Regions from separate parts of the Mus musculus genome. Here region 1 is linked to region 2. Evidence: chromatin contacts called from public HiChIP or PLAC-seq data. All regions are on one chromosome and are shown on one strand. The core of a region is the stretch at or near the end of the contact, and the rest is flanking DNA. Distances in the headings are between cores, read along the strand shown.

The links. HiChIP or PLAC-seq counts read pairs in DNA pulled down with a chosen protein or histone mark.
Region 1: an H3K27ac HiChIP or PLAC-seq map of double positive thymocytes shows a contact between it and region 2, with 6 times the contacts expected there. The contact joins the promoter of Rab5a here to the enhancer-like site in region 2. A contact is called at or near these places in 15 of 39 promoter capture datasets (the 3T3-L1 cell line, 3T3-L1-derived adipocytes, the C10 cell line and 8 more), 2 of 484 Hi-C or Micro-C datasets (cortical neurons and pre-hematopoietic stem cells) and 19 of 115 datasets of contacts at active chromatin or transcription factors (the 230-238 cell line, the NIH/3T3 cell line, SST interneurons and 15 more).

Annotation. Positions count from the first base shown.
Region 1 is chr17:53,476,868-53,481,906 of GRCm38.p6, reverse strand. It overlaps Rab5a (RAB5A, member RAS oncogene family), which reads right to left and starts at 2,673. Exons shown (of 6, transcript NM_025887.4): 1 at 2,299-2,673.
Region 2 is chr17:52,557,936-52,562,967 of GRCm38.p6, reverse strand. No RefSeq gene overlaps it. Among named protein-coding and RNA genes, the nearest start is that of Gm27217, 42 kb to the left of the region's middle. Within about 2 kb of position 2,862, at least 13 of the 459 cell types and tissues checked have an H3K27ac peak or open chromatin away from gene starts, as enhancers often do. A contact at or near this core is called in double positive thymocytes and second pharyngeal arch cranial neural crest, where this site is marked.

The DNA of each region.
Region 1 (5,039 bases), core at 1,424-3,923, 920 kb before region 2:
ATATACTAAGGATTTTCTTCCTAAAAAAATCTTTGACCAAAAGCTACACTTAATTTATACTTAATTATAGAAATTTATATTTCCTATAAAATTTGAATTAATACATGGAACACTTGATAATGACAAATTCATTAACGAATATATCCATAAGATCTCCGTGCTATCTGTTTGTTGTTTTAAGACAACGGCTCTCTGTTTAGCCATGGCTGTCCCTGAACTCAGAGATCAATCAGTACATCTGCCTTTGCCTCCTGAGTTCTCTAATTAAAGGTATGCCACACCAAGCCCAGCTCCGTTTTTAAGATACCATCTTCTAGCCTAATCTAGTTACTAGCTTTGAAGAGTTCCTATCTTTACCAATAAATACCAACACATTTACAGATGAAATGTTTGAGCTGCTTCTAACCAACAGCACATAAATAAAACTACCATTTCATCCTGGCATGATGGAGCTTGTCTGTGGTCCTAGAACTTGAGAAGCTGAGACAGAAGCATGCCAGTCAGAAATATTTAGCAAGGCTTGTCTCAAAACAACAGACACAGTGGGCCAAGATTTTAATTCTAGCACTCCAGGGCCAGAAAAAGGTGGATGAATGGCTGTGTGTTCCAAGTTAGCCTGGCCTGCAAAGCATGTTTCAAGTCACCCAGAACTATACTGTGAGAGCTTGTCAAAAGTAATTAAGCAAAATTCCCATTTCTCCCCAATCCATAAAACAAACCAGATTCTGAAGTCTAGTCTCAGCTATGTCAATCTAAGTTTTAATTTTCAAATTTTCTATATTCATTATACCCTAACATTGCACAGCAACTGTTAAGAATTAAATAAGACAACATATCTAGTCTCTGATACAGTGCTTACTAAGTACACAGTGTTTGAAACTGGCAATTAAAATGGCCTCTTGGTGAATTAGTTAATTAATTAATGCTTGTAGATCAATAGACTTCATACAGACTGAAAAAGGCACCAACATACCTTCAGCTTAAATGTTTCTCAATTGTTCCTTACCTATAAAACAGTAAATGACTTATCCAGGACAAAACTTGTTCTGTATTCCTATGGTACTTCCAAAATCTCAGGGAAAACATCGATTCTCACAGAAAATACAAACAAAATTTTGTACTTAGTTTTTAAAAACTGTTTCCTGCCCCACATCCCGATCACATTTTTGAGGGACAGGGACTTGTCGCCTAGGCAAGCACAGGATAGGTTACGGATGGCCTGGACTCCTGATCCTACCTACCTCAGCTTCCAGAGTGCTGGGATGACAGGCGGGGTGCCTTCACAGTCAGTGTCTTTTAAAGTGCAAAGCTACTAAATCTTTTACTTCCAAAGACCTCAAACGGAAATAAGCCCAAGTATAAACCTACACAGGTTGAACATGGTATTAATGTTAAGTGCGAGGGCTGGGGGTGTTCAGTGAAGCTACTGCTCAGTGCACAGAGGTTCTGCACTTATAACTTGTACTTTTATTCCGTCAAAGAAAACTTTTGCATAATATGCATCTCCAATCTTTAAAATAGTTTTTTTATACAGTTAGGAAGTCTTTGATTAAAAAAATTGCACTGAGCCCTTAAATTGTGCCAGGCACTGTTGTGCTGCCTACTTTGTTCACAACCCCACGGGTTCAAATTTTACATTAAGAACGATTCTGGGCAGACCTCAATATTCTGGAAGATGTAACAGTTTTTTTTTTTTTAATTAGTTACGTGCAAGGCAACTGATTCAGAACTTTAAATCCATTTCGGCGAGGCAAAAACTAATATGCCAAGAGTGACAGTCAAAGCTTTAAACTTCTGGAGGCGTTAGGATGTTAACCTGCTCGCACCTTGGCCCGGGCTTCCCACCTCCCACGGAAGGGACCAGAGGATCCCACTACTCGCACAGCCCGGCCAAGCCGGTCAGAGGTAGGCGGAGCTCCCCAATCCCCACCTGCTGGAGGCCTGGGTTCCTGTCTGGAAGAAGCCGAGAAATCAAACCGGGGTGCCGGGGCCAGGAGCTCCGCTGGGCCTGGTGGGCGCGCTCCTGAGCCACCCCCGTCACCCCGGATGCGATCCGGCTCAGTAGCCGGGACAGAGCCCCAAAGACCGGGCTGGAGACCGCCAGGGCCCCAGGCTCTTCCCACGGCGCCATCTTGTGAAGGGAAGAGGGTGCCACCCGCCGCTCCCTCAGAGGATTCCCCACGTCCCAGGCCCCGAAGCTGCTAGAAGAATGAGTCACTAAGCGCTGAGGGCCCGCGGCGGCTTGGAGGCCCCAAGCCCGGCCCGGGACCACAGGGACCCGCCCCGACGGCGGCTTACCTGGGCCGCGTCTCCCGGCAGCGAGGCCACGCACGGCCCGGCCCGGCCCGGAGATCGGATGCGCCGCGGCTGCAGCGGCGGCGTCGCCTGCTCGCTCCTTCTTCTCACCCTGGCCGGCGCGGGACTCTGAGCGCCGCCCGCCGTGCCGCCGCCCCTGCCGGGCTGCGTCTCCGCCTCTCCGTTCCGCCTTCCTTTCTCCTCCTCCTCCAGAGTCGCCGCGCTCGAGTTCCGAGGACTTCTTCCTCGTCGTCGTCGTTCTCCTCCTCCTCCTCCCTCGGTCTCCTCCCCTCAGACCGCCCCGGCTCCTCACGAACCAAAACACAAACACTCGGGCTCCAGCGCAGGAACTGCTTCCGCCGGCTCCGCCACGTAGCCGCACGCAGCGAAGAACGCCGTGACGTCATTTCCGCCGCTGCCCCTCCCAGGAGGCCGGCAGCGGCTTCCTAAGGGGGCGGGGCCGAAGTCACGTGACATCCCCGGGTGCGCTAAGGGAGAATAGTTCGGCCCTCTCTAACGCCTCCTTGATCTGAACCGACATCTTTGGGCTCCGGCTGCAAGGCGAGGCAGGAGCGTCAGGAATGAAGAGGGGGGCGTGGGGTTGCGTCACGTGTCTTCTCCAATTCCCTGGGGCCAGACCTACTCACTTCCTTGCTCTGCCTTCCTCCTCCCCGGGGCTCCACCCTCAGTACCACCATTGTTATCTGGGTGGCGGCGCTCTAAGCCGGCGGGTTGGGAACCCGAGAGGCGTGGGCCAGACCTGCGTTTTATGGGTCTCATCGGAGCTGACAGGGTCCCCACTGCCATTGTCAGCCTGGGTTGTCTTCCCATTGCGGCGATTTTCGGTCTGATGGTTCACTCACAGGCCTCTCACACCACTTCAGCAGCTCAGTAAAGGGGTTTAGGCGAGCGAGGGCTCCTGTGGCTCTGGAAATGCCCTGCTTTTCCGAGAATGGGCGTGTCTGTGATCTCGGAGAGAATTAAGACCCTTAAATTCAAAAGCTGCCTTTAGACAGCAAACCTCAAAAGAATAACTTGCTTTTATTGAGAGTTTACCTGTGTGTGTGGTTTTTTGTTTTGTTTTGTTTGTTTTTTGAGTGAAAAGGAGGAAATCCTAATAATTAGCGTTTATTTGGAATTCCCCATTGAACTAAGTAGTAAACATTTTGGAGTGATCTCTCTCTCTCTCTCTCTCTCTCTCTCTCTCTCTCTCACACACACACACACACCCATTGATAAGCACAGTTGATAAGCACACAGAGTCCTGGCATGTTTGTGGAATGAATGAGGGAGGCAAATAATTTGGCCACGATCACAGGTTAGATATAGTCTAGCCTGCAGCCGGCTCCATAACACTAGTTCTTAAGATTCCAATGAACAGCAGCCCAAGATGTTTATGGCTGCCCACAGCACACCTATTTAAGACGTTCCCTTGATCCGCATAGGTCCAAATACTCCACTCCCCTAAATTCTGGCACTGGTTTCTATCAAAAGAGTCATTCCTTGTCTCTGTCAGAAAGGTTCTGTGGTGCCTATTAGCATACCAAAACACAAGGCTAGCCTTCTGATTTACTCAGTACCTGTGGCTCTTCTCACCCCACTTCCTACCCTAAACTTCTCCAAGTCATGAGCTTCCCTCTTCTAGTTTCTCATTCCCATGTAACCCTACTATTTGACTCTCTCTCTCTCTCTCTCTCTCTCTCTCTCTCTCTCTCTCTCTCTCCCTCCCTCTCCCTCTCCCTCTCTCCTTCCCGCTCCCCTCTCCTGTGGCCTCCTTTGCTCCTTTGTCTTCCTGTCTCACTACCCCATCCCACCCCATGGCCATGTCCAGTCTACACTTTTCTCTCCCAGCTCTGGATTTTTCCAGATGCCTCTGGCTGTACTTTCCCTCATACCTACAACAAAACCCTTCCTTCCCTTCAAACAAGCATGCCTTTGAGTAGTCGTGGCCTCAGTTTATACATCTGGCACTACAAACTTCCTTTATACACAAACCACACGGACATGAATGCTTTGATCAAATCCACCCTTCCAATTTCCTTTCCCCCAAATACTCTCATATTCCACCATGACTTTTCCTCCTTAACTTCAAGTACTCTTTCTTTAAAATCATTTTTAAATTTGATTTTATGTTTATGAATGTTTTCTTGAATATATGTCTCTATACCATATGGCTCTCAGAAGAGGATGTCCTGCCCTCTTAGGTAGTAGTATCCTTTATTTACCTGAAGTAATTGCTGTCTCTGCATACTGCCACAGTCGGCTAATCTAGGACTGGTCCTGGAAGTTTCTAGCCTCTGTACAATCTAATCTAGGCCTAGAATGCCTTCAAGCTCCGAGGTTCCAGCTCAAACTCCTCTTCAAGCTAATTCAACCTGGCTTCTCACTCGGCCTTTGACTTTTTGCTCTGCTTGGCCTCAAACTAATTCAGGCGGTATGTTCTAATCTTCTGGCTCCTCATTTTCTGGTGGGTTCTGTCTTACCTGTGTCTAGCTTGCTCTCTCTTCAGTCTTTCTCTCTAAAGCTTTCCCAGTACAACTGCCTCCTTTCTCTCCGCACTGCCCATCCCAAGTAGCTTCTCTTTCTTTTCATGAGAGTTGAGCATATCCTGTTCTGTCATATCTTTCTCTGATTTGTCACTTTGTCTGCCATTCAATTAGACATCGCTTTCAAACATGTGCGCTTCCTTCTACAAACTAATTTTATTCTCATTGTTTGGGATTAAAGGTATATACTAAGGGCAT
Region 2 (5,032 bases), core at 1,613-4,112:
TGTAGTGATAAGTTAACAAGTATCACCTCTCTCCCTCTCCCTCCCCCACTCTGACCATGCATGTGCAGAGATCAGATGAACATGTAGGGAATCTTGCTCTATTAGTCTCTTCCTTGTTCTATTTTTCTTTTTTTTTTATTAGATATTTACTTAATTTACATTTCAAATGTTGTCCCCTTTCCTGGTTTCCCCTCTGATACCCCCTATCCCCTCCCCTCTCTCCCTGCTCACCAACCCATACCCACTTCCTGGCCCCAGCATTCCCCTAAACTGGAGCATAGAGCCTTCACAGGACCAAGGGTCTCTCCCCGCATTGATGACTGGCTAGGACATCCTCTGCTACATATGCAGCTGAAGCCATTACTCCCACCATGTGTAGACTTTGGTTGGTGATTTAGTCCCTGGGAGCTCTGGGGGCACTGGTTAGTTCATATTGTTGTTTGTCCTATGGGGCTGCAAATCCCTTAAGCTCCTTGGGTCCTTTCTCTAGCTCCTTTATTGGGGACCCCGTGCTCAATCTAATGATAGGCTGCGAATATCCACTTCTGTATATGTCAGGCACTGGTGGAGCCTCTCTGGAGACAACTATAAGAGGTTTTTTTGTCAGTAAGCACTTGTTGGCATCCACAAAAGTGTCTGGGTTTGGTGATTGTATATGAGATGGATCCCCAGGTGGGGCAGTCTCTGGATGGTGATTCCTTCAGTCTCTGCTCCACACTTTGTCTTGTTCTTTTTGAGACAGGATTTCACTGAATCCAGAGCTAGGCCAACATCCAGAAAGTCCCAGAAGTCCTCTTGTCTCATCCCTCCCAGCCATGAGGTCATATGAGTTCATGCCACATTTGCTCTTTCTGGAGTTACTGGGGAGTCAGCTCTGGTCCATGTGCTTGCATAGCCAGCTCTCTTACACACTGAACCATTGTCTTGGCTTTCATATCCATTTTTAAAATGGAGTTTTATTTCCAAGTTCTCTTCTAGGCGAAGAGTTCTTTGCCTTTGTAGCCTGAATTCCTTAGTATGATCCTTATTTAGAAAATGACATGGAACTCATTAAAGGATTCATAATTTTGTAAAGAATGGAGGGAGGAAGAAAGCAAGGCATTGTGCACCAAGAAAGTAAGAGGCATATAATCATAAACTTGTTCAAAAGCCAAGAGAACCAGATAAAAAGAGGTTTTTCTCTGACTTAAGGATTTGTTTGACTTCTTCAGTGATTGGTTGATTATCACATTTCAGAATCAATTGTTGTTACCAGACATTGCACAGTACCCCAACCTGGAGTTTCCCATCAGCACAAGGTTTCCCAGAAAGTTTTGTTGTTGCTGTTGTTATTGTTGTTGTTGTTTCATCTTTAGGGAAATAAACATGAAAGACTGTCCTATAAACCTATGCCATGTCATAATTATTGCCTTGATAATTACTAGTTGCAGCAAGATAAATTGGAGCATCAGCAGCCTTGCAGTGTCTGGTTAAAGCTGTAGGAGACCAAAGGAAAATGAAAGCGATAAATACTATTTTGGTCTCTGGTCTGTGAGATGGTACTATCGTCTCTACAGTTGTCACTGTCCAATGAGTTTAATTGCCATAAGCATGCTTTTGTACATACATGGAAATTCAAGCCACAGTGAGGCCACAAAAAGCTTTTAGAGACTAATGTATATAAACTAGTTTCTGTGTAGTAGGCAATATAGTTGGGGTTTACCAATGAGATACTAGGGCTGGATCTATCTTCCTGGATTCTGCAATATGGAGAGTTACTCATTTTTCTTTTAACCCTTTCAACTCCTGTTCTTGTGAAAAAGAAAGGGTCACTGAACTCTTGGTTTTATTTTCTTTCCTTCTCCTCTTCCTGAGGCAGATACCCACTATATTTCACACAATCCTCTAAGTCTGTACAGTCTTGGCTGGCGTGGTCTTCTCGACTCAGTCTTCCGAGTTCTGGAATTAAAGGCATGCATCACTAGGCGTGGTGCCCTGAAGACTATTACGGCACTCTGGGGCCTTGTGTTGAATGTGTCAAGGGCAATCTCAGAAGATGCATTTCTTGAATGAGAGCAAAGTTGAGGACGCTAAGCATTAAATGAACGCATGTATGTTACGACAAATTTGCATTTGCATCCCAAATGCTCTGTTTTGCAACAATAATCCCTTCTACTAAAGCAAAATAAATATGTAGCATCTATTATATATTTTCTTGTAGTCATATAAATTTACATGTTTATGAAATTAATTATTTTGGTATGTTATTGCAGATAAACTATTTTTAATTTCCCGAATTTCTCTGTAATGAGTTATTCAAAATGATTCTAGTTACTCAAGGAACAGGAAGTGACTTCTAACTGAATGGGATGGGTGGGGCAGAGGTGGATAATCACTCACGAGCAGCTCCTTTTAGCTATAATCTCTGCCGAGTCCTTATTCCTGGGGTCAACATAGGTCCTAGCATCTGATCAGTAATCAGAGAAGTAGATCCATTATCAGGTCTAGGCTCACATCTTAAGTGTCCTACTGTTTCTTAAATTTAATATCATTTTATTATTTCTTATTTTTCCCATCAGTTTATTAATTTATTCAATTTATGCCCTGAATGCTGCCCTCCCTTTTCCCAGGACACCTTGGACACTCCGTTTCTCCTATCCCTCTCTCCCCTTCTTCTCTGCGAAGAACGAAGCCCCCTCCTGGAGATTCCCCGACCCTAGCACACCAAGTCTCTGCACGGCTAGGCGCACCCTCTTCCACTAAGTCCAGATATGTTTTACTTTGACATGATGACTAATTTTGTTTCAGTCTTAAAGAATGCGCTTAGACTGGGGACTCATGTGGTATGACTGCCATCTAGTGGCTAGCAGTTTGATTGCATCTTTATAGCAGAAAGCCCCAACAAGTGGAGCGCGCACACACTATGACAGATAACTGTTAGAGGTGTCTGGTGAGAGATTAAACCTCTCACTATGATTAACATTGCCTCCCACTCATGGCTTTCTTACTCGGGGTTCTTAACATTATGCAAGAAAACACATAAGCATATCCTTGGTCTTTTAGTTGTGGAAGAAATCAAAATTGTTGAAATTAGATTGCACATTCAAAAATTCAAATCAACAAAGATTTTCTTGCTTTAATAGACAAATGTAAACATTTTGCATAAATGATATTTATATACTTGACACCATCATGGCTCGACAAAATATCTCTTGGTGATAGCTAAAAGGGTATATATAGGATGCTAGGTAAACAGTCTGAGCTACTGACAGCCAGTCTCCCTGGGTTTGGTCCTAGCTACTCTATATAAAGTATTATACAGATTTTGAGTATCAGGGGAGGAGAGGCTGCACACCACAGTTTGTTTATCTGCCATAAGAGTGTCACTTTCAAGAGCTATGCCATACAAAGAGGTATGTTTCATCCTGTAGAAAATGAATGTTTGTCTCCTTTGTTGTGTAGTCAGAGGAAGCTGTAGGCTTTATTCAGACCACGCAGTTTGTAGTTTAAAAATGAGGAATCAAAACCCCACCCCTGTTGATTCATTTCTCCTACGCATCATCCAAAACAAGCGTACTTTTCTTTTCTATGCTGAAAAAAAAAATTATTTCAAGGATCAACACAGAGAATTGGCCAAAAAAAAAAAAAAAAAAAAAAAAGGAAAGAAAAGAAAACAAGTGGGGAGAGGGAAAAAAAGTGAGGAGAGGGAAAAAATGAATGTTATTAGGAGTTTTCAAAAAGCAGGAGCACTCCCAAATGGTTTGTGAGGACAAAGCACCTGCTGGTAAGGCTCCACTGCCCACCCTCCCAAGTTACACTCAATGCGCCAAAATGAAGGGAAATAATAAAACTGCCTGAGTGATTGAAAAGAGAAAAAAAATGGAGTCAGGGCTCTCTAAGAGGCTCCCAAAACACACAACCTATCACGGATACCCTTGGTTACTCCTCCAGCACCAGAAATGAAAGGTAAGCCTCCATTGCTGAAGATAGTGTGCACTTCAGAAACAATGACCAGAGGCTTCCGAGCTGGGGCTGACCTGAAAACCCTTCCCAAGCGCTAGGTTTTATGACACCAGAAGGAATCATGCAAGTTTCCAAAGGACGAAGGCAACCAGCCGTCCTACCCAGACATGACACCTATGACCCACATCAATGGCCAGTATGACACAATAACCCTAAGGTGCAGGGAGTAGTGGTACACATATCCTGGAAGTAACCAACAGCTCTGTAATTGGAGTTAAGACCCACAAAACAAGAGGAAAGGCATTTCTGATACTGGAAACCTAGCTAGCTACCAAGTGCTAGCAAGTTCATGGTTATTGGAGGAGAATCTATGACCAGATTTACTAAGCCAATATAATTATGACCCTAAATCTATAAACATTTGTCCTTATAGCTACAAGTAAGTGTAGTCTTCAATACTCATCCAAGAACCTTCTCTTTGTTACAGACAAAGACCACCAAAGAAAATCACAGCCAGTAAAAATGCAGAAGAAACATTATAAGAAACAGAGGATCTGGGAGTTTCCTGTGAGTTTGTGTCTCTTAATAATATCAGACGGTACAACCATGAAGTCTCATCCACATGGCAGTCCAAATGTGACTTGAATGAGAAGGACATGCTAAACTTGCTAAACTGGATGGGAGAAATACAAGGATGCCTCAACCCTAGACAAGAAACTACAGGCAACCATGGAAAGTTTAGTGTGGGAGACATGGTCCTCCCCATGGAAGAGCACACCAATTGTTTGTTTAGTGCCAATGTTCAGCCCTGAAACATACACAAAAGAAACATTATATGGACTGAGCAGGTTACAGTTAGTAATTTAGATCTATATACACATATATGCATGTAATAACACTTAATGAAAAAGAAGCACACATTTGAAAGAGATAGGAATGATAGATGGGAGGGCTTGGGGGGAGGAATGAGAAGGAAGTAATGTTATAATTATACTCTGAAAAGAAAAAAATAAATGAAAGCCCATTTCATTGTATAATGAGGTTTACAGACCAGATAAGCAGATAGGTCAGATAGGATACAAAGCAGTAA